3 separate regions of the Zea mays genome follow, and regions 1 and 3 are each linked to region 2. A link is a contact called in public Hi-C data. All regions are on one chromosome and are shown on one strand. The core of a region is the stretch at or near the end of the contact, and the rest is flanking DNA. Distances in the headings are between cores, read along the strand shown. Region 1 holds the start of LOC100193603 (Mitochondrial substrate carrier family protein). Region 2 holds the start of LOC100275988. Region 3 holds the start of LOC100276818.

Evidence for each region. A called contact is a pair of places that touch in the nucleus more often than the background predicts.
Region 1: a Hi-C map of tassel shows a contact between it and region 2, with 4 times the contacts expected there. The contact joins the promoter of LOC100193603 here to the promoter of LOC100275988 in region 2. A contact is called at or near these places in 3 of 25 Hi-C or Micro-C datasets (ear, leaf and tassel).
Region 3: a contact with region 2 is called in a Hi-C map of leaf, with 6 times the contacts expected there. The contact joins the promoter of LOC100276818 here to the promoter of LOC100275988 in region 2. A contact is called at or near these places in 3 of 25 Hi-C or Micro-C datasets (ear, endosperm and leaf).

Annotation. Positions count from the first base shown.
Region 1 is chr10:26,427,631-26,432,185 of Zm-B73-REFERENCE-NAM-5.0, forward strand. It overlaps LOC100193603 (Mitochondrial substrate carrier family protein), which reads left to right and starts at 2,670. Exons shown (of 5, transcript NM_001138706.1): 1 at 2,670-2,993. The coding sequence starts at 2,879. TRNAP-AGG (transfer RNA proline (anticodon AGG)) reads right to left here and starts at 2,472; the gene lies at 2,401-2,472.
Region 2 is chr10:26,127,262-26,132,263 of Zm-B73-REFERENCE-NAM-5.0, forward strand. LOC100275988 reads left to right here and starts at 1,777. Exons shown (of 2, transcript NM_001371524.1): 1 at 1,777-2,033; 2 at 4,480-4,966. The coding sequence starts at 1,791. The coding sequence ends at 4,752. LOC100284652 reads left to right here. Exons shown (of 4, transcript NM_001157547.2): 2 at 207-317; 3 at 662-784; 4 at 868-1,315. The coding sequence ends at 1,005.
Region 3 is chr10:26,482,182-26,486,547 of Zm-B73-REFERENCE-NAM-5.0, forward strand. It overlaps LOC100276818, which reads left to right and starts at 2,405. Exons shown (of 6, transcript NM_001150527.1): 1 at 2,405-2,686; 2 at 3,105-3,325; 3 at 3,610-3,713. The coding sequence starts at 2,577.

The sequences.
Region 1 (4,555 bases), core at 1,420-3,919, 300 kb after region 2:
AGCAGCTGAGGGCAAATGAGATAGCACGAACCCATTTTGGTGAATCAAATGACGATCAGTATGAGGATGAACTTCAAGCGGTTCTGCATCAGTCACGTGTGGAGAACGAATTTAGTTAGAGGGCTGGTGCAAGGTATGACAGGGGTGGTGGATACTCTAGCCAGAGGGTATCTCGAGGGCCACTTGATAGGATGATGGGAAGGAGTAGGGAACAAGTACCTGATCATGTTAGAGACTACAATCTTGTTCAAGCCTCTGGACCAAGGCAACAGAGGATAGATACTAGTCCCTGGACAAGTAAGGGAAGGAGCTCGAAAGAGATTATTGGTAGGGCTTGGGCAAAGGTTTGTCATGCCATTGGCATCCCGGGTGTGAGTGCAACTGGAGTACTTTCGCATTCATCCACATAAAGCTTTGCAACAAACTCAGCTACTTGAAGTTGCATGAGCTTATGTTTGTGAATTACAACCTTCGTCTTCGCATCCAATGAGCAACTGGTACACCAGAGCCTAGTGAGTTTGATCCTTCCTTGGCCTTCATGGATTTATCATTACACATGCATAATGAAGCCATTAGAGATTGGATGGAAAGAGTAAGATCCAATGCACCTCCAACATGGATGAAGACTCACCATCAATGACACTCCTCTTCCTAGCACGTTGTTTACATCGATTGTACACGAACAAGGAGGCACAGAGGAAGTGCAAGAATTAGCCAATGAAACAGTTGGCGACACCCACCTTGGCAAGCGGAAGACAAGACTTGGTCCATCAGATAGGAAAGGAAAAAGGGTCAAAGTCACCAATCAAATCAAAGAGGAAGAAGAGGATGAAGACAATGATGGTAACACAACTGACCCTAGTGCAGGTGATGATGGCAGCCATGGTGATGCTGGATTATATGGTGCAAGAGGGAGTGGTGCAGGAGATTGGAGGTCCACTGGCGGAAGTTAGTTCACCCATGCCACACAAGATTCTTACCATGATCACCTCATTCACAGCGGGAGACAATAAGTGGCTAACGTCGTTCGGTTTCATTTCTTGTCTAAGATGAAATCCGTAGCTCAAGTAGCTCTAGTTTTTCTAACTATCCATCTGGACAAGGCCTAGTCTATAACCCTTATGCATGACAATGGCAACCGGGTCAGAGACCACCAGACAAAGTACCACCATCGATCATGTATGGGTATCGAAACTATGGACCCCTCCACCGCCATATTCAAATTTGTCAAATAGGTATCCACCAGGACCATAGTATGGGTATGGACAAGTTCCCGCTGCACCGATATGTTATTTTTGCTTCGTGGATAAGTATTTATTTGTTGTTCTTGTTTTCTCGCTAACGTATCTCATATCTTTTGTATAGAACTATCACTATGACAGATTGGAACCATATCACGATCCTTTCAACATGCTTGTATACTATCGCTATGAGTCGAGTTGAACATGTGAGTATTGTAAAATAAGTCGACCTATGTGTTGTTGTCTCGTTGGAGAGCTATAAAAAACTTGTATTTGAGTATTGCAAGGTTCGTTGGTTGTTTGTTGCGTGAGAACTGAAGTTTGTGGTTGAATATGTATGTTGTATGTTATTTTGGTGAACATATATCGCGTGGATCAATTAATATTTACTGTGTAATGTGAATTGAGTAAATAACAAATAAATATTGTTAAAGTTTTTCTTTTTCTGTAAAAAAACAGCGAAAACCATTGCATTTTCTTGGAAAATCAACGGTTTCGGGCGGTTTATCGCCGGTTTTCTATCGGTAAACCGCCACGAAACTATGTTTGATTTTGTTTGGGCAAACCGGACGGTTTTACCGGCGGTTTACCGAAACCGGAGGGGGCGGTTTTTTAGGCTCCAACGGTTTGGTAAACCTTGCTCAGGTCTAAATGAGATTTGATGAAGCCAATTAGTCTGTTTGTTCACAGTTTTCTTTAGTGGTGGAACAACTATATTTCTCAAGACTAGGGGTGGCAATGGATGATGATCTAAATATTTTTTCACAATTTCTTAAGACACTAAATAAAATCTAGTTTAAAAATAAATAGAAATAGAGGCTTGATCTGATCCTTAAATATTATAATATAAAATTTAGAGATCATTGACATCCCTACTCAAGATTTAGTATTCGAACCGTTGCAGACATGCCATGCTATGTTGTACGAAATTGTGATGCAGCCTATCACGTTACGCTTTGCAGTAATGGATCAAATTAGATTCCATCTCAAGTTTTTTTCCCTCTTGCGAAATAGAGATGGATTATGGATGGGGATGGGCGGATGGCAATGACGGATACCGCTGGCTGCCTGGCTGCACCGGGGGGAAAATGCAAGAGTATACTGAACTGCTGTAGAGCTTTGTTGCTGGCCGCGAACGAAAAAAATGGAATTAAAAAAAGGGGCATTCCGAGAATTGAACTCGGGACCTCTCGCACCCTAAGCGAGAATCATACCACTAGACCAAATGCCCTGTGATGATAGACAATAATAACATAAAATAGTATAGTATAAATTGTATCGTGACTGAATGAATATGGAAGGGCATACACGATTCTTTAAGCACGTTGAGATTGCGAATGACGCAATCGGTACCTAGCACGTGAAAATTCCTTCCGCTCCAGTTATTACGGAGCAATAGGGTGGTGAACTGGTGACTGGAGCTGGAATCGCATTTCTTGCTCTTTGGTCTCTCCAGAATCATCCTCCGGCCGAGCCTTCTTGGTCTACTCATTCGATTGCTTCACCATTCTTTCCTGCTCCTGCTCTTTGGCATTTTTTTCACTCCTCCCATCGAATTCTCAATCCAGGAATCCTCCCGAGATTCGCTTGCCCGCCCTTTTCTTTTCAAGTGGATCTGAACTTGGGAGGGAACCCCGATGCAGCCGCGGTACGGAGAAGCACGACAGCCGCTGCCGGGGCGGTACGCGCTGTACCACTTCGGCACCAGCGGCGCCGCCGTCGCCGCCGCCACCGCCGTGACCCATCCGTTCGGTCAGCTAGCTGCTCTTCTTCTCATCTGTTGCTTGTTATTTTGGGTAATTTGATATTCTTGAACTGCCTCGGGTTTCGGTTGGGGAAGGACATCAAGGAAATACGCATGTATGATTCGGCATTCGGGTGCTAATTCTTGATTTTGTTTTAGTTCCGCCAGTCAGAAATTCTCCCCTCTGAATTCTCTGCTTAGGCCGTGTTTGCATCCTTGGAATTGAATTCCGTTCTAATAATTAATTAAACTAATTTAGTTTTATACATAATATATTTGTACTACATTTCTACTTTTCTACTTGAGATAAGCGAGCCGAAGAGTGCGTTATAAGTTACAGCTTAGAAACATAGAATAGTGATATATAAAATCAATTTCCACCACCTCACCCTAATTTTTTGGATAGTCTTATTTAACTTTAGAAAATGATAGAATATCAAATTCCAAACCAAATAACTTTACTATATTAAATAAATTCTAATTCCTTTAAAACCAAACGGCCCCTAGGGAAATGCTAGTTGAGAATTGAGATGGGTTCGAAGGGATCCAAACGGTCCTAGGGAAATGCTAGTTGAGAATTGAGATGGGTCCGACGTTATAGTGTAGCAGCATATACTAATTAATTGTGCGAAAATGTGCCTACAAAACTAGACTAGGTGTCCGTTTGTTTGACTTTAATTTGTACTATTTGGACTATTCGTTTCGGATTAAAGCCAGTTATTTGGGTTGCTACAGCTAAAATCCATTGAGACAAAAACATTGTAGAAGCAGTAGAAGCCAGTTATAGTTCAGGTATACCTACAGGCAGTGGCGAAAGAGTACCCATGGGTAAGGAATAGTTTTGTTTCTTTGTGAAGCATATCATTATTACGATAGTTCTTGATGCTTTTCCCTTCCCGTAGAACATGCTAGGTTTAATACACCACTAGTTTCAGCCACTTAAAACATTTAATACAGGCTGACCCCCCCCCCCCCCCCCCCCCCCTTCAAGAAGGCGACAAATAGCTGCTTATCTGGCCTGCAGTATATAACAGTTGTGCGCAAAAAACCAACACCACATATGGATGAGGAGAATGTTATATTGAATTCACAATTTTGAGTAATGATGGTGAATTGGAAATATTCACGGTCTTTATCCTAAAAGAGCAGGTTATTGAATTCGAATTTCCTATTCTATGATTTTACAGGATATTTGGTAACTAGTACCAGTACTAAGAATCAAGTACATAGGCTTAGCAATAAGAGGAGCCCAGACACTAGACGTTTTGGTCTACTAGACTTCACCCTAGGTGTTATGTTGTTATGGTGGTGGCTAGTGTTCAGTGAGTGCAAGTAGGCCGCCCGAGGGCTTTGCCCATGGCCGAACAAGAGGGAAGGGGTTCCTTCTTAAATCTTAATTCTTGGTTGGTTAGATTGATACATCTCCTCTCTTTATATAGAAAGGTTTACTTGAACCCTAAGCAAGCGATCTTTATCTCTTACTTGACCCCTAAGTAAGTGATTCTTATCCTAACCAAATTAATCTAACTTATCTCTATTCTAACAAACTAAACTAATCTAATATGTCTGG
Region 2 (5,002 bases), core at 527-3,026:
CTGAAGGACTTCCCGTCCCAAATCTGTTGTTTGGTTTTGATTTCATTGAACATCCAGCATGAGAGTAGGAGCAGCTTTGAAGTTTTTTTTAGAAAAGGGTATTTGCACTACATGCGCTATGTCAATCTTGTTTCAGTGTCAATTGCCATTCTCTCAATATTGTACTCTATGTTGTTCTGTGCATATGAACAATCCAATTATTTCAGGTCACAAATGTGATTCCAAGCTGGACCTCGGTTTCCTTCCAGAGCCACAGGATGACTTCTGTATCCATCCGCTCAAGACAAAGGTCTCTTGGGTTTAAGATTTGCTGTTCGGTATGCATCATTTCATCCTTTGTTGCTAGCAACAGTTGTTTGGTGGATGAAGCAACAGCCTATTTGTAGTAGCTTTTCGTATTGACAGTTATCTTTATTTGCTAACATCATACGGGATACTATAATTAACTTGAATTCTTTGTATAGTTAGCAAAAAAAAGATGGAATTATTTAGCTATTTGTATAGAAAGTACAAACCACTAGATGGTGTGAAGAGTGTGACCTGGTTCTTGACAGCCATATTGCCTGTTTCTGAGATTGTCAACATGCGCTTACTCCTGATGTGAAGCAGTCACATCTTTTTGAAGACCTGAAATATCATCATTCTCATGTTTATTGATTAGGCTAAGAAAGAGACAGTGGACAAGGTTTGCAGTATAGTGAAGGAGCAGCTGGCTCTTCCCGATGGGACCGCCATCACTGCCGAATCAAAATTCGCTGAACTTGGCGCTGATTCGCTGGATACGGTAATCCCTCTGCATCGAAATCAACGGTAGCTCAAAAACAAAAAAAACAGCAGCACTTTAATTTCGCCAACTTTCTCCTGCAGGTCGAGATTGTGATGGGCCTCGAGGAGGCGTTCAACATAACAGTCGACGAAACAAGCGCACAGGACATCGCAACAGTGCAGGACGCTGCGGACCTTATCGAGAAGCTCATGCTGGAGGCACCTCCAAAGGTCGTCTAGATCCAGCAACCTTGCGATCGACGACCTTGTGTTTGATCTATGTTGTGTGTTAATTTGTTCGTGTTGCCCCATTTGTTCTTTCTTGATGATTCAAGATGAGGTTTTGTATTGGTGTTGCTGAGGTGAATTAGATAGCCCCAAAGGCCACATGAAGCAGATGAGGACAGTTCATTCCACTTTGAATTTGTATGTTGTAACTTGTAGTGCTGCTATAGAGAAACCAATGGACTGTTATGAAGAGTCAATGCAACTGTTGCTTTTTTAGTTTTGGGAAGTCACACACATGAAAGTCTGAATCAGATGCAGTACTAATTGTTGAGCTTGGGGTGCAGATATATGCAAATACCAGGATGTCAGGTGCTTCCCCATGGTATTGTTAATGTTAACCACAAGTCCAGAACCACAAGCGTTAATGAATTTTCAGCTTTGTGGTTGCTCGATCACAACTTGAGTTATAAGCCAGATTAAGGACAGGATTAAGAAGAAAGTTTTTTTAATGAGAGAACCAGTGATAATGGAACACATTAACAATAATTTTACCCATGTGGCAGTTTTTTTACTGTTACCTATAAAATCAACTTTCAGCTGAAAGCTGTAGCATCGGTCACAAACTGTCACAAGAGAACAGTGCCACTCAAATTCGGCAGGATCCAGCACGCAAGGAAGCTTGGAGGATGACACTATGGATTTGGGACAAATGAAATCCACAAATTTTTCCGCTGGAGAGCGCGATCCTCTGAAAAGTATAGACAACTTTTTTCCAAAAAAAAGAAAAGAGGAAAAAAATGTTATCTTCTACCTCCTTAGCTGCTCTTCTCCATGGCCGCCCCCATTATCCTTTCCGTCCGTCGAAGGCGCATCTTTTCCTAGCTCTCCCCAACAACCCTACCCGTTTCCTGGCCTCCGCCTCCGTCCGGGTCGCCTATCCTCCCCGGTGGCATCTCCGCGCCGCCGACGGGGAGCGGGACAACCGCGTGCAGGAGCTGAGGGTGCCCGATTCTTGGCTGACGCCTGCAGGAGCAACGCAGGTTCGGTCCCAACTTGGTCTTTTCTCTGATTTTTTCCACCGATTCTTGTCGCAGCCTCGTCGTGGTTGCTATAGCTGTTCTCCAGTTCTTAGGTACCGGTAAACAATCTAGGGTAGTAGGGTGAACATACTACGCTCATGGGGCAGATTGATGCTTCTCACTTTCAAACGAAATTTGCAGGGGTCATGGTGTAGAATGATAGTATACCGTCACTTCAAACCAAAAATTGCTCCCCGGTTTCCCAATACAGCCTTCAGAATTCATTATTAAAATGCCACTTACATATTTGCCATCGAAGCGTGCATTCTTGTTTGTTTCTTATCAATTTTGCTTAAATGGCAAATCAGAATAGTATGTCAGCTGGCTAAGACACGCGTAAAGGCACAAATACATCTCCCCTTCTCTTTTCTCGGAAAGGGAAGCGATATATTGAAACCATTAACAGTACATCAAGATGATAAAAAGCTTTGAGCTTTGGCTAGGAGACTTCCGGCCTATGCTCATAAAGCGCATACCACATAGCCAAAAAAAAGAAAATAATAATAATAATAATAGTAATAGTAATAGTAGTAGTAGTGATAGTAACAATAACAATGACAATAATAATAGAGCTCAAGCACCATTCTAATGGCCTTCAATCCATAGACTAGATCACCGCCTATGTGCCCAGAAGAAGAAAAGCTTAGCCATTTGCATCAAAAGTTGCAAGCCCGACACAACTTGCTCTTGCAATTATGACAGTTGGAGAACAGCCCGTTTTAAGAGTCATCACGCTATTGAAAACAAAACTTTTTTTTTTGTAGAACTGGTGGGGGAGAACATGAACTTCCCCTTGGTCTGTTCATCCTAGCCTTGCGTGCGTGTACATCAAGGTTTCTAGCAGCCACCCTCTTCATAGCCTTAGTTGTCATGTCCTCATCTGCAGTCAGTTTCAGCACTGGTTGTTCAGATTTATCAACCTGCCTTCCATTTGACATTCCTCTACCTGCAATCAGCAGATTATCATCGACATCCATATTGTTCCATATTTGATCATTGATAGCCTTGATGGAACCGCCAGACTTAACAGGGACTGTTAGGTCTCGGTTTTCCACCTTAGCCCTTGGATCAGTTTGGTGTTCAATTGTTGCTTGATCTCTTGCACCAGTGAAGGTAAAACCGGTGAGATCCATCAAAACCAAGCTATCCTTCTTTGCCACGGGTGCAATTGTTTGTAATGGCACACTCTCAGTGACAGGTTGCAGCTGTTTAGTTGTTGTCTTTGTCTTGTCTTGCCCTAACAGTTTAAGTTTTTGGGTTAAACTGGTTAGTATGTCCATTCTAACATGGTATTAAGGCCAGATGACTCGAGTTTAAATCCTAGCGGAGGCTTCATTTGTTTCTCTGTAGATGCATGTGAGTGGGGATGTTGAAGTGTATAAGTGGATTACCTACCTTATTCCATCAACTTAATCTTTTGAGTTGATCTGGTTAGTGTATCCTAACATGGTAGATCTCAGCAAGGAAGTGCTTGGCGCTTTGAAAAACTCCTTGGCGAACTTGGAGATGCAGTTGGAGCTATAGGTGACCAGATGGGGCGGGCTATATGAGCCGGCACGAGGCACAACCATTTTGCCACGACACAGGCACGACACGATAGTAATCGTGCTTAGGCCGGCACGAGGCCCGTCATGGGTCGTGCTTGGGCTTAGGTATAAGCCCATCGGGCGGCATGGGAACGACCCGTTTACAATAGGCCCATTTAGCCCAATGAGGCCGAGCACGACCCGTTTGTGGTCTGACCTTATTCATCCCAATCTAGCCCACCATATATACAACTATGACCAACTCGTCCCCCACTTTTAAGCTATTTTCGAGTACTGTTGCGAAAAATGGAGAAAACGACAACAAAAATTGAAAAAAACAAGTTATTTTTAAGCTCTGTTACAAGGCAAGCTCTAGGCCGCCCGACACGTCACGATAGCCCGGCAATGAGACGTTTAAAACTAGTCTGACTGTGCTTGGACTTAGACTTCGGTCCATGGACGGGCACATCATGACTCACCATTTATCTGTGCCGTGCCTCGACTCAATTAAATCGGCTCGACCCGGCACGGAAAGAGATAGGAAGGTGGGAATATTTGCGTCTTTATGCGTACCATAACCACACTGATATGCTGCTATGGCTTGCCACAGATAAAATTGACAAGAAACGAAGAAGAATACATGGCATTTTAATAATGGTTTTTGAAGGAGGGACATTCGCAACGGGGACAAAAGGTTAAATATCGCAATTTGCAGGGGTCATGTTCGTGTGTCCAGACTTCAGATACTGGCTGCTCACATTTGCACCCCTTTTGGGGTCATCCCAATGCATTTCTGTGTGACATGGGATGTCTGAATTCACGGTCACATTGCCTGCTACGAATCACAGCGGAACTTACCTCCATTCTTTGCTGACCGCCAGGAATCTGAATGGCTGAGGGAGACACTGCGCAAGTGGCTCGACGACGAGTACTGCCCGGAGCCGGCCAACGTGGACATCAGCAGCACCGCCGCGCGGTCGTATCGCGAATCCCTGATAGCGGGGCAGTCTGACCTGGGAGAGATCTTGCTGAGGATGGTGGGCGACCTGGACAAGCTGTCGTACAGGGAGAGCTTCCACGGCCCCTTCTCGGCCGCCAACGCTGCAGTCCGTTTGATCGCTCAGAGGATGGAGGAGTCACTGCCTGATGAATGACGGTGGTGCGCGACCTGGAGTTTCTATATGGCACGACTTTTGATGAAGTCGTAGGCTATATGTACTTTTGACGATGAACAATTCGATCACCATTCCTCACCGAGGCTGTCGCTGACAGAAAATGGTGAGAATAGGCTCGAGACTTCATTTTTCTGCTGAAATTCGCCAACGTACTATTCTGTTTATGAGCATGTCTTTGAGACGAGCGGTGAAATGCCAACGAGGTGGGTCGACTTAAGGGAGTGCGTGG
Region 3 (4,366 bases), core at 1,155-3,654, 360 kb after region 2:
TAATATTCAGTGTTTGTTTGCTGATTTTTCTTCAAGGGACTTGGATAAGTATATATCGGATACACTTGTCTGGAGTTAACATTACACAAGTATATAAATCTAGGAAGGCAACAGTGGAATCCTTGATTGTCAAGCTATGGATGGGTGAGCTTGGTTTGGATGTTTTTTTCTAAAAAAGGAAATTGTAGGGCTGCATGGACTGAATTGGTTTGCTGTCAGTTCATGGAAAATGGCTTTAAAGGTGCTAACGATGACAAGTATGATTATTGCTCTGAATTCTTTGAGCTTGCAGCTGCATTTTTCAGTTCAGTGTTCTCTGCGGTTTTTGGGCGGGAGCTGTCAATGGAGAAGGCACATCATAACTTTACCAGGTTTTGGCTCGTGTGGGCAATGTTGCTTACTACCTGCAACTTCTAGATTCAAGACGTACCCACTCGGTGCTACATGTCTCGCCACTCAAGCTTGCTGCTGGGTTTTGGGTGTCCAAACCATGTTGTGCAGCAAGTGCTCCTGGCTTGGTCAGGACTTTCGTTGGATCTGGCTACCTAGGAACACATGCTGCTTCACTCAGAGCATCAGGATCATGGATGTGCTCAGATTCTACATCGACTTGAGGGCAAGTCGAATTTTAAGGAGGAGAGAATGTTACACCACCATTGTCAGATACTCCACATGAGGAACTCCATCCGGGTGAGCGTGGAAGACACTAATATTCGAGTCGCAGGTCCTGAGTTGATGTAACTAACTGCAGCCTTGTTGTTGTGGTCCTGTCTAGGAGTAAGTCTCTAGCGTGTGGGGTTGTGTCCCTCGGTCACCGGTTGGTGAGCCATGTTCCTAAGTAGTCGTATATATGTTGTTGGCTTGGACAGTAGGAAGGGGCATGTATGAACTTTACTCTGAATGAATACGACATTTTCCTGATTCCTCTCCTATTCTCGTCTCCTACCTCTGCTCCCTCTCTACTATCTTCTCCTTCCATTAGCTGTAGCTAACACTATGATGATAACCAATCACGCCCATTGTATTTGGCTCAAGCAAACAATGTTGCAGGATGCTAGCCTGGCTCACGAGAATCCACGAAATAGCACTTATTTGAGACGGCGTTTAAAAAATAGCATCTGTTTTCAAGCAATTCATAGAACATCACTTGTTTCACCAAATTAATTCAGAAAAAATACTTCATCTATATTTTGCATACAAATGGACCGCATACAATTGGACCAAATTACCCCTATTTGTTTCATAGCCCTCTGTCCATAAAAAATTAAATAGATAAAATATACTAGTTCTATTTTATTTTATAGTGTTAAAAATACAAATAGGCACATATTGTTTTATTGAGGAAGAAGTCTAGATTAAACTATTGAACTTCAAACCCAGTTATCTTTAGCATTGAACTATTAAAATTGACAAACTTAGCTCACTAAAAGGTCTTCCATTATACTTCTTTTGTTCCTTTTTATTTGATGTGATTGTTTTTTTGAAAAAACTTAAGTCGCTCGTCTTATTTAAAAAATTGTGTATTCTTTAAAAACTACTCCCTCCATCTCAAATTATAATTTTGAAGTTCGATGGTTAAATCTAGACTTCTTTATTTATAGAAAATATATGTTTATTTGTATGTTGAACACTATGCTTACGAATATAAAACTATAGCTCATATATTTGTATGTATTTATGTTGTTCTTGTGGATAAAATAGATAAAAAAATAAGGCTACGAAATGATATGGTCAATTTAGTCCATTTTCTTGTGAGACGAGAAATAAACTAATCAAAAATATAGATAAAGTGTTGTTTTCTAAATTTATTTACGCCCCGTTTGGATCATTGGAATTGAATTTCATTATAATAATAATAATTTAGACATATATCAATTAAGCTAATTCGGTTTTATGCAAAATATATTTATATACTATTATTAGCAAGATGTCGGAGATATTTATGTGCTACATTTTTACTATAGAGGAGTGAGACGAAGAGTGTCATATAAGTTACAGAGTAGAAACAAATTCTACTAATGCATAAAATCATTTCCCACCCTCCACCCATGAATTTGAGATAGGTTTATATCTGAACTTTGAAAAGTGGTGGAATGTTAAATTCCAAACTAAATAAGTTACTTTATTGAGTGAATTCCAATTCCTCTAAAATGAAGGGATCCAAACGCCCCGTTAATGAAATTGGTACCGTTTCTAAATTGCTTAAAAATAAGTGTTATTTTCTAAACATTGTTTAGAATTAGTGCGTGGATTCCACAGCGTGGCTCAAGAAGGCGTGGAGGCAAGTTGCAGCCCCTCGGCCTGACTGGCCCCCCGAGCCAGGAAAAAAAAACAGGCCTCGTCGATTCTGTGGGCCGGAGCCATTGGGTTCGAAAAGCCCTGGCTTCCCTTTCACGGCCGCCCTAGCTTCCCCACACTGAGCTCCTTCGCCGCCGCCCTAGCTTTCCCGCGAGCGGGACGGTAGCCGCCGTATCCTCCTTCCTCCAACACCGAGCGGGTCCAGGCAGGCAGCATCCTCGCGCCCTGTCGTGTCGCCTCTGCCTCTGAGTTCAGCTCGCCGGCAGCCGCCGCCCGCAATGGAGGCCCTCCGGAAAGCGGAGGCGGAGCTCACGGTGTACGTGCACCCCTCCAACGCCAAGCGCGTCCGGCACGCCGTATCCCGCCAGCTTAGCGCGCTTCTCTTCACGTGCGTCCGCTCCCCTTCCCTATCTCCGTGCATCTCCTCCCTATGCGTTTTGCAAAGTTCGTGTTCCTTGACCTACCGTTTTCATACGCATCCGGGTTCGAATCGCAGGAAGACGCGAAATATGGGATGGTTGGGGATGTGGGAGTGGGTAGCGTCGCCTTTTAGCCGCTATAAGGCTTGAGTTCCGAGCAAATCGTTAGGTGTCCAGTCCCCGGAGAGATTATGCATGAGGCTATAGGACCCTTGGTTGATTCTTCGTCACATTCTTATGGCCACTTTCGAGCTGTCGCAAGCTTTCTGTAGCAAGTTTGATTATTGTTTGGCCAAAATTTCATGCCACTTTCGAGCTGCCATGAAGCTTTCTGTAGCTAGTTTGATTATTGTTTGAGCAAATATGTATGGTGCCAATTCATATCAGGTATGTGGACCGTTTTGATGGCGTGTTGCTGATGCATGAAGTTTCATTCCTTATTGGCAAAGACAAAGAGGGCAAACCCATATATGAAAGGAGTGACCGTAATGATCAAATTGCTGAACCCGTTTCTTATGGCAAAATCATGAATGGCTTGGTGCCATATTTCAGCGTCCAAGTGCATGCCACCCTGCTGCTGTTCTCTCCCCAGCCGGACATGATCCTGGGTAAGTTGGTTTGTTTTGTCAATTTGAGCACTAATGGTTGTAGTATTTCTGTAGACAGTAGACCTGATTGACTGCGTTCAGTATCAGCTCATGCCAGCAAATAAGCATGTTACTAGTACTTGGGGATACTACATTATTGAAGCTTTCTATACTGCCATTACAAATTCTATCAGTGCTTTTGCTAGTGACTGATCTGCCATCATATCTTGTGGAATGAAGTAATAACCTGGCCTGGTACTGATTTGAAATGCATAGTCTGATGTTTAATTGTTTGCTAACTTCAGAAGGGATGGTTGAAATGATTGGGAAGGAGTCAATTCATGCCATTGTATTAGGGGTTTTCTCAGTGGCAATTATGTCTGAAGATATTAAGTTCAAATTCAAATGGGTAAGTTATATTGAGAAAAAGAATGATATTTTTTATGTGATGGTTTGGGACTTCACCTTTTTTCTATTAGTTTATATTTGATTTGAAGGTTCTCTAGTTTCTTTCAGTAATTTAGTTTTCGTATATCAATGTCCTCTTTTCTCTGTCTCATAAATTGTATTCAGTGAAAGAAATATCCTTGGAAGTGGGAACAAAGAATGGATCAGAACTCACAAGCATGTACTCTTTAAAAATAATGTTTTAAACTATGATCCCTCAAGTTTGCCTATTTGTTGTAGATGGACAGCCATGACTTGTTTCTTATCTTTTATTACAGTACAGCTTTGAAGGTTTTGACAATATTAGGACCAATTTCAGGCTCGTTTGGCATGGCTCTAGCTTTCATTGTCTCCCAGTTTATTGTAGCAGGAGTAAAAAACACTTCTCCTGAGAACTGCATTATAGCTAGGAGCCAAAGCTGATAGGAGGCATGCCAAATGGGGCCTCGGTCTCTTCTAAAAAAAAGTTGACCATTTGGGGAAACAATTTGGAGCTAACAGATGATTTTTTTACAAGCGTCGAAAGCCAGGACAACTTGAAACTCCTGTGAAGCTTGATTTTTTATACAGAACTTTCCGATACTTCTGTTTGCACATCAATTTTTTTGTGATGTT